Regions from separate parts of the Mus musculus genome. Here regions 1 and 3 are each linked to region 2. Evidence: chromatin contacts called from public HiChIP or PLAC-seq and Micro-C data. All regions are on one chromosome and are shown on one strand. The core of a region is the stretch at or near the end of the contact, and the rest is flanking DNA. Distances in the headings are between cores, read along the strand shown.

Region 1 (2,700 bases), core at 72-2,571, 250 kb after region 2:
ATGAGGGAGCCCACCACAACGCTCAGAACCGGCTTCTCCCTTCTGTAGTGTTCCTGGTCTTATGACAGCTGTGTGTAAAATTACTCATTTTTGGTTAGTATATTAAAATAATGGGTTTCATTGTGACATTTTGTATTCACACACACACACACACACACACACACACACAGAGATTATATACATATACACTGCCCCTGCTCATGTAGACCTGGCTCCCCTGGAACTCGCCCTATAGACCAGGTTGGCCTCGAACTCACAGAGATCTCCCTGCTTCTGCCTCCTGAGTGCTGGGATTAAAGCTGTGTGCCACAACCATCTGGCCTAAACTGGAACTCTGTATCCTTCTACCTCTACCTCCAGGTGCTGAGATTACAGACGAATCAGAGTGTGCCGGCGTGTCTGGCACTGCCTACTGGTCCCTCAATGTCTGGTGCCACTATTAACTCAAATCAAGCCAGAAGTAGACTGCCAAAGACCCCCTCATGCCTGAATGACCCCAAATGTCCTTGGAGCACAGTTGCTGAGCAGCCCACTGCATCTTGAGTATCATTGGACAACCCGGCCGGCATGATATGTCTGGAAATGAACCCTGAGTTATACCGTGAGCATCGGGCTGGCAGCCACTGAGCTGCGGAAGTGATCAGAGCATGGCCCGGTGGCTTGAAAGAGGTGCTGAGCAGTTTGAGAGTGCCCAGAGCAGGAAGGGTAGGGACCGTGACAACAGAGGAGAGTTGATAAAAGGAGCCAGGAAAGGGAACATGAAAAATCCCACAGGCCTGTCCAGTCTTCTAGGCACAAGGTCTTAAGACCCTGGGCTGAGATTTTGTAACACTGGCCACTGCTAAGGGCTAAGGAGATAACCAAAGCCCCCACAGAGACTAACAGTAGAGGGCGCCACTTCCTACTACTCCCCCAGCTCAGCTACTGCTCTCTGCTGTCATATCCCGAGGGCGACAAAGGCTCCTGGAGACAAGCAGTTGAAGTCTGTTGCATACAGGTGATTTCCATCAACTAGAACGAAACAAAATCAAAAACCTTCCAACTAGCCAGGTAGCCTGTGCTACTGAAAGTAGGCAAGGAAGGCCACACAAGGGTAAGTTCTTTGGGTCTAAAGTACGGTAATAGAGGGGACAGCACAGGGGGAGAGCTGACTGAGGGAGACTGGGCAGCCTCTTTAGTAATTTTGTATTTTTCTGCAAGCCTAAGAGCAATCACCACGTTGTGCTTGAGTTCGAGAAAACGATCTATAAAGGCAAGCAGGCTCAGCCAGTGCCGTTAGAGAGGCTTTCAGCTGTCTGGCTGTATAACCAAGAACAGGTGGGGCGGATGAGGCTGGTGTCAGAGAGATTAGCCTCCTTCTGTGAGCACCAGGGCTTTCTCAGCCCAAAGCAAGACCAAGAAAGACCAATGAGGAAAGATTGGGTTTGGGGTGAGGACTGGAGGCTGGGAGGCAAGACGGGAGGAAAGAGTGCAGAGCCAACGTGGCTAACAAACTTCTGGCCTGTGTGTGACAGTTTTGATATGGAGTCACTAGACTGGTCAGGGGCAGGACCCACTAAACTAACCAGTCTAGTGGGCAGGAGCCACGTTAGTGAGTGGATTATAAAATGTTTATGTCCTTTTTTTTCTTTTGAGACAGGGATATCTCTACATAGCCCAGACTGTCCTGGAATTCATGGTTTTTTACATGTGTCAAAATTCATGATTATTATATGTGTGAAGAAATCTTCACCATGTATCTTCCAAAGGAAATAGTTGTGTATGGCACATAGAACATTTATATCCCCAAACAGTACCTTCCTTCCTACCACCCTACGTCCACCTTTCTTCACAAATTCTGTCCCACTGACTGACCGCATTTGAGAAGAAATGCTCGATTACTTTTCATTTGCATAACTCCCCTCTCCAGGTGGTTGTTAGAAGTTGGCAGGCTTCCATAAGTATGGGGCCATGACCTCTAAGGCTTAAACCAATACTTCCCAACCAGAGTGACTTTTGTCTCCTAGTGCCCATGTGGCAATATCTATAGATGTTGAACACTGTCATGACTGAGCAGGGGGAAGCGGGCATTCTCATAAATATCCCACAATGCACAGGGCAGTTTTCCACAGCAGCTGCTCTGAGGTTAAGCCCCTGGTTTAGACAGACCAGTTACACAAGAGCCCCGATTGTTATGAGCTAGCAGAGAATGAAGGGGAAAAACTGTTGCATGTCATTTACCCGATCCACACCTGGTCCTACAAACCGCCAGAGGTTTGCTCTGAGGGAGGGTTAGCCATTGGAATGTGTCCCACCAACGTGGAATAGTGGGCTTGGAACGACTTCGGTGAGGCCCTTGCATCATCAGAATTTAATGTGATTGCAAGCAGTGTCAAGAGACATATGATTTACCTGCTCTTCCATCTTTTTTTTTTTTAAAAGGCTGTCCTAAGGATGATGTGAGAAGTGTATTGGTGTGCTAGTATTACCACAGTTAAACAATAGAATTGTAAGGTTCTCCCAGTGCCGGAGGCTGGGAGTCCAGATCTGCGTACACTCAAGGTCATGCTTGCTGAGGGCTCTTTTCCTGACTTGTGCATGACTGGCTTCTCCCTGTGTCCGTATTCATGACCCTCCTTCTATGCAAGCAGGGGAGAGAGGGCCTACACGCAAGTCACATGTAGACAGGGGTGGGGCACACAGGACTAGTGCAAATAATTA
Region 2 (2,700 bases), core at 36-2,535:
GTATATATATATATATATATATTTTTTTTTTTTTTTTTTTTTTTTTTTTGAGCCAGAGGCTTGCTAAGTCACCCAGGCTTGCCTCAAACTCACTATGTCACTCATGCTGACATGGAAATTTTGGAGATCCTCTTGCCTGTCTCCCTAGTGCTGGGATTACCAACATGTCCCAGCAGTGCTGGCTCAATGGGTAGATGCCCTCTTCTTTCTTGGTGCTGGAGTTTGTGCCACCAAGCCTGGCTGATAAAGCTATTTTTAAGAAACCAAAGCATGCGGGGTACAGGGTCAGGCAGATCTCTGTGAGTTTGAGACTAGTCTAGTCTACAAAGCAAGTTCTAGGACAGCCAGGGCTACACAGAGAAACCCTGTCTCACAAACCAAAAAGAAAGACAGACAGACATACACACAGACAGAAAAGAAAGGAAGAAAGAAAGGAAGAAAGAAAAACACAACCTGGCTGTTGCTTTGAATGCATCTGTATTATTATTGTTGTTATTGTTATTATTATTATTATTTGTAAAATAATGAAGGCTGAAAGCGACTGAACATCAGGTGAGATATAAGAGCAGTGCATAAAATTTGGAGTTCAGAAACCTGGTTCCGTTCCTCATCTTTTTCTTTTTCTTTTTTTTTTTTTTTTTTTTTGGTTTTTCGAGACAGGGTTTCTCTGTATAGCCCTGGCTGTCCTGGAACTCACTTTGTAGACCAGGCTGGCCTCGAACTCAAGAGATTCACCTGCCTCTGCCTCCCGAGTGCTGGGATTAAAGGCGTGCGCCACCACGCCCGGCTTCCTCATCTTTTTCAAAAGAAATATTTTTATATTTATTTGTATGCAAAGGTGCATGCATGCCATAGCATGCCTGTTGAGGTCAGAGAACAAAGTTCAGAAGTTCATGATGCAGGTCCCAAGCATCAAACTCAGGTCATTAGGCTTAGCAAGCACCTTTATCCACGGACCCATCTCACCCGTTCACCGTTCCTCTTGCCACTGCTCACTGACCGTTTCATACTATTTTCCCATTTGCAAAGCAGGAAAATTAGCTCTACCTTACATGGGTGCTTCTGGGCACAGAATGTTTAATGGGCTCATTTTCTTGTCTTTTAGGGTTGTTTAAGCCTGAGGTTAAAACAGCATGGTGATAAAGTCCACTAATGTATGAAAGGGATTTGAAAGTTAAGTCTTCTATAGAAGATAAGCTAACATGGGTCTCAGTCACGGCTGTGTATCAGGAAGTAAAACCAGCCGAGCCTTGACCTTTAAAAGGAAGCACTACCCCTTTGTCCAAGTGCCTTATAACATGTCTTTATAACTGGCTGTGTAAGAATGAAGAAAAGCTGTCCATCTTCTGAGAAGGTATGCTGCTTATAAAGGGAATGTGCAGGTTTGGGTTGGGGGACTGGGAAGGAGGCTGACATAAAGGATCAAAGGTGTGTGGTGCCAAGTTACCATAGCAACGTGTTCTGCTGCTCCGCGCGGCTTGCAGTCTTGGGCTTGCCCCCAGATGGATGAGGCGCTTGGCAAACGCCAGAACCAAGCTTCTCTGCATGAAATTATTTTCTCCATATGCAGCTAAGAGAGGCAGATACCCTTTCCCACAAATGATGTGCAAAAGGAAGAGCCTGGGTTTTTACAAAGCAACTTCCTCTCCTTTCTTAGAATGAGACCAGAGAGTCCACGTCTCCCTCCAATGCCTGGGATGTGAAGTACTCAGTAGATAGCTGGGTCAGGAGCAAATGATCAGAATTTACGCAGACGGCCAGAGTGGCAGGGAGCATCATGGCTTATTGGCAAGAAGCGGCTCCTAAATTATATCAAGGACTCTCGGAAAGGAGAACTCAATTCACACGGCACACACTTCACTGTCTGTTGCAAGCCACACAGTGTGTTTATGTCTGGATCTGGCCTTTATTAAATTTCTTCAGCCTGTGGCACATTCCCCTCAGATATTGTGTTTATTATTCAGACAGGGCAGGGAGCTGCTCCCCACCCGTGCCCCTCAATCTTCTGTCCTGCACATATCTCAGATGTTGTAGGGACAGCGTGTGACAATGTCTGCTTAGTGGACATTCCGTTCTCAACCTTTCCGAGATCCTGATGGAAAAGGGGGCCTGCCCTGGCCAGCATCTGGGCACGTCATCTTTTCCTTATAAAGAGCAGAGACAACCTTCCTGGAGCCGGGGCAGCTGTTTTTGTAATCAGTCTCGTAGGATTGAAAAGCATCGCTTCAACCCAGGAGTGGGGCTCTCAGTTCTACCTCTGGGGACGGTGTTGAGGGGGTCTCATTGCTCACGAAACCTCTGTCTGCTTCTCCTTCTCTACAATAGTCTTGCATTTTTGGCACATCCTCTGGGACTCTGCTTTCCTGGAAGACATTTTCTTTCTGTAACTCCTCTGCCGCTTCATCAAACCTCTCGCCAAAGTGGGGAAGAGAATCATCCCCCACCCCGCAGATTATGTGAACTGCCTCAGCCTGCAAGTGGCCAACATGCTGGCAGTACCAGGAACTCTCCCCAGTTAATCCCCACAGTGGCTCTGGGAGGCGAATATTTTTCATTCCTGTTTTATCTTTGAGGAATCAGGTCTTAGGGAGATCATATTAGCAGTCCCTGGCTGGGCTATTATTTAAGTGCAGGTTCTGAGTATACACATACAGCTAAAATAGCCAAAAGCAGCAGGCTCAGTCATTAAGTTTTGCCATT
Region 3 (2,700 bases), core at 171-2,670, 150 kb after region 2:
TGGAAAGTTGAGTTAGGAGGAAGTCAATGAATTTTGTGTTTACTTTGGGCTGTATATAGTAAGCTAAGGCCGGTCTGCCCTCCATTTCCCCTTCCCCAATTCCAAAGGGGAAAGTCCACTAATGAGTTGTTAAATAATACTTTGTGCAAGATTTTTATTTTATAGTAGGTTCTTAGAAGTAGTATAGTCACCAAATGTTTGACTAGTTCATTATAGGACAGTAATGAAAACAATCTAGACACATGCCTTAGGACTTATCTTGATGTGGTTAGCATCTTTATTTCTGTCATAATTACATGGCTTCCATTGAGTCAAGGTGCAGTTCTTTCCCCTAGAATTTAATGTTGGTTCATGGCTTAGTATGGATGAATGCTTACAAAGTGGGAATGTGAGATGTAATCAACTGTGCGTGTGTAATAGGTTTGAAAAGAGGATGCTGGCTTGTCAAAATAGCAGCCAGTACATAGAAAGAGGGTGCCACACAGACTGATGACTGAATGGAAGTCAGTATTCCTTTTCAAGGGACCTGGCATCCATTGGGGAATAGGTTTTGTGAGTGTTATTGTAGACAGCTCCTATGCCAATTAACACCCTGGCTCTTGACAGGTCTACCACACGAACACACCAAAACTTGAGCACCAGCAATGAGTCATCCTCTTCTAGGCTTGCTTGTGTGGTAGACCTGTCAAGAGCTGACTCTGAGAAACTAAATCAGTTTTGTTGTTGTTTTTGTATTAGGACTCTTCTAGGAATGTGAAGTCTCTTTCCTGTTGCTTCTTTGTCTTGGGAGAAGCTGTGTGTTCAGTGCTGTACACTTTTACTAGAGTCTGATATTTAACTCCGAAAGCCACACATTTGCATTTTAGTTCACATTGTTAAAATTGTTGACTTTTCTAGGTCATTGAGTAGAAGGGTCTATCTGAAGTACTAATTTTAAGTCCATATACTTGTTTTAGTTTGTCAAAAGTAGGGTCACTTCATTTTATGTTCTAGATATGAAGTGCTTAGCATGAAGCCAAATTACTTTTATCCCCTTATCCTAGGGCTACAACACTTTCCAATGCAGTCTCTTCTTTGGCAAGCACTGGCCTATCTCTGACCAAAGTGGATGAAAGGGAAAAACAGGCAGCATTAGAGGAAGAACAGGCTCGTTTAAAAGCATTAAAGGTAAGTAAGTATGGGCATTTTGTTTGGAAGAACAAGTAGGGGATCATTATATAAATGAACCTCTTAGGTTTTAAATGTGTTAGTAGTCCTACAGGCTGAAACTCAGTTTATTTTTCATACTTACATGGGATGCTTGGTGAAAAGTCAGGGAGTACCCTTCAGCTTTTAAAGCAGACTTAGAAGATGTCCATTTTCAGAGTCTGAACCAAAACAGATCTGGTTTTCGATTCCTTATGCTTAGTTCCTTTTTCAACAGGAACAGCGTCTAAAAGAACTTGCAAAGAAACCGCATACCTCTCTAACAACTGCAGCCTCTCCGGTGTCCACCTCAGCAGGGGGAATAATGACTGCACCAGCCATTGACATATTTTCTACCCCTAGTTCTTCTAACAGGTACAACAGGCAATAAGGATGTCTGAGTATTTAGTGTAAGATAGTCTTCAAATTATATGTTTATAGGTTCTGTGAGTTTGCTTTGATTTATGATTTTGTATTCACAAATTAATACTAAAGGTGTAAAATAACACAATTGGTATACTATCTAAATATAAATGAATAAGGTTAGGGTTATATTTTGTATGCTTGGGAATTAGAATATGGCTAAATTGCTAATTATTAATTAGAATATAATATAATGAAATGGATATTTTTATTGAGGGGTACTTATTAAGTCTTTCCAGAAAAGTTGACTCAAATTCAATAGAAATTTAAGACGTGATGCTCAAATATTTTTCTGGGCCTCTTTAGAATTAGGTTAAACGAGGAACATGGCACTGTTAGCTGGCTACAATTGTTCTTTTTAGGCTTATAGTGACTCTTTTCACTTTCAAAAAAAATTTTTTTTTAATTTGCCCTTTTATGACTTATGTATAGACTATACACATGAGATTATGGTTTGTTATTCATATCATGCACGTAACAGCAAACTGATTACAAGTAAACTAGTTAACTTGGCCTAAGTTTATTTTATTCATAATAAACTTTTACATTTTTTATTTTATGTTATGTTATTTTTTTGAGGTGGAGGGGGGCAGGTGACAAACTAATATAGCAAACTTCATCTAGAAATAAAATTGATTTTCAAAATCTTTCCCTAGCACATCTAAGCTGCCAAATGACCTGCTTGACTTGCAGCAGCCAACCTTTCACCCGTCTGTCCACGCCATGTCGGCTGCTCCTCAGGGAGCGAGTACATGGGGAGGTGAGTGTCACTGTCTTCTGGGTACTGTGTGGGCAGCTTCCCTTGCAGTAAGCAGCTTTCTTTCTGGTAGAGGTTTTGCTTATACTTGATGCATGGGAATTTGAGAAATAATAAAATGACAGTAAACTGATTTTTATCTCCTGATGAAAATTTATGATAAGTGAAATACTAAATTCATAGTTAATTATGGAATAAGGTTTAATGAAGATGAAATTAAATATAAGAGTAAGAGCCACTTTCTTACGGATGAGGTCACGCCTGTAATGCGGATGTTAAGTGTACAGTAGTTACTGTGTTTGCGGTAGGAAACATTTCATAGTGGGCAATATGAT

What was found. Hi-C and Micro-C count contacts between places; a contact is called where the count stands out from the background. HiChIP or PLAC-seq counts read pairs in DNA pulled down with a chosen protein or histone mark.
Region 1: a contact with region 2 is called in a Micro-C map of muscle stem cells, with 4 times the contacts expected there. The contact joins the enhancer-like site here to the promoter of E230029C05Rik in region 2.
Region 3: an H3K27ac HiChIP or PLAC-seq map of microglia shows a contact between it and region 2, with 8 times the contacts expected there. The contact joins the enhancer-like site here to the promoter of E230029C05Rik in region 2. A contact is called at or near these places in 2 of 484 Hi-C or Micro-C datasets (bone marrow-derived macrophages and embryonic fibroblasts), 7 of 115 datasets of contacts at active chromatin or transcription factors (CD8 T cells, embryonic stem cells, large pre-B cells and 2 more) and 3 of 9 other capture datasets (adipose tissue, liver and pancreatic islet).

Annotation. Positions count from the first base shown.
Region 1 is chr7:90,279,785-90,282,484 of GRCm38.p6, forward strand. No RefSeq gene overlaps it. Among named protein-coding and RNA genes, the nearest start is that of Ccdc83, 16 kb to the left of the region's middle. Within about 2 kb of position 1,322, at least 33 of the 459 cell types and tissues checked have an H3K27ac peak or open chromatin away from gene starts, as enhancers often do. A contact at or near this core is called in muscle stem cells, where this site is marked.
Region 2 is chr7:90,027,874-90,030,573 of GRCm38.p6, forward strand. It overlaps E230029C05Rik (RIKEN cDNA E230029C05 gene), which reads left to right and starts at 1,286. Exons shown (of 6, transcript NR_110365.1): 1 at 1,286-1,354.
Region 3 is chr7:90,175,236-90,177,935 of GRCm38.p6, forward strand. It overlaps Picalm (phosphatidylinositol binding clathrin assembly protein), which reads left to right. Exons shown (of 20, transcript NM_001360867.1): 10 at 1,044-1,167; 11 at 1,424-1,560; 12 at 2,265-2,368. Among named protein-coding and RNA genes, the nearest start is that of Picalm, 46 kb to the left of the region's middle. Within about 2 kb of position 1,421, at least 2 of the 459 cell types and tissues checked have an H3K27ac peak or open chromatin away from gene starts, as enhancers often do. A contact at or near this core is called in microglia, where this site is marked.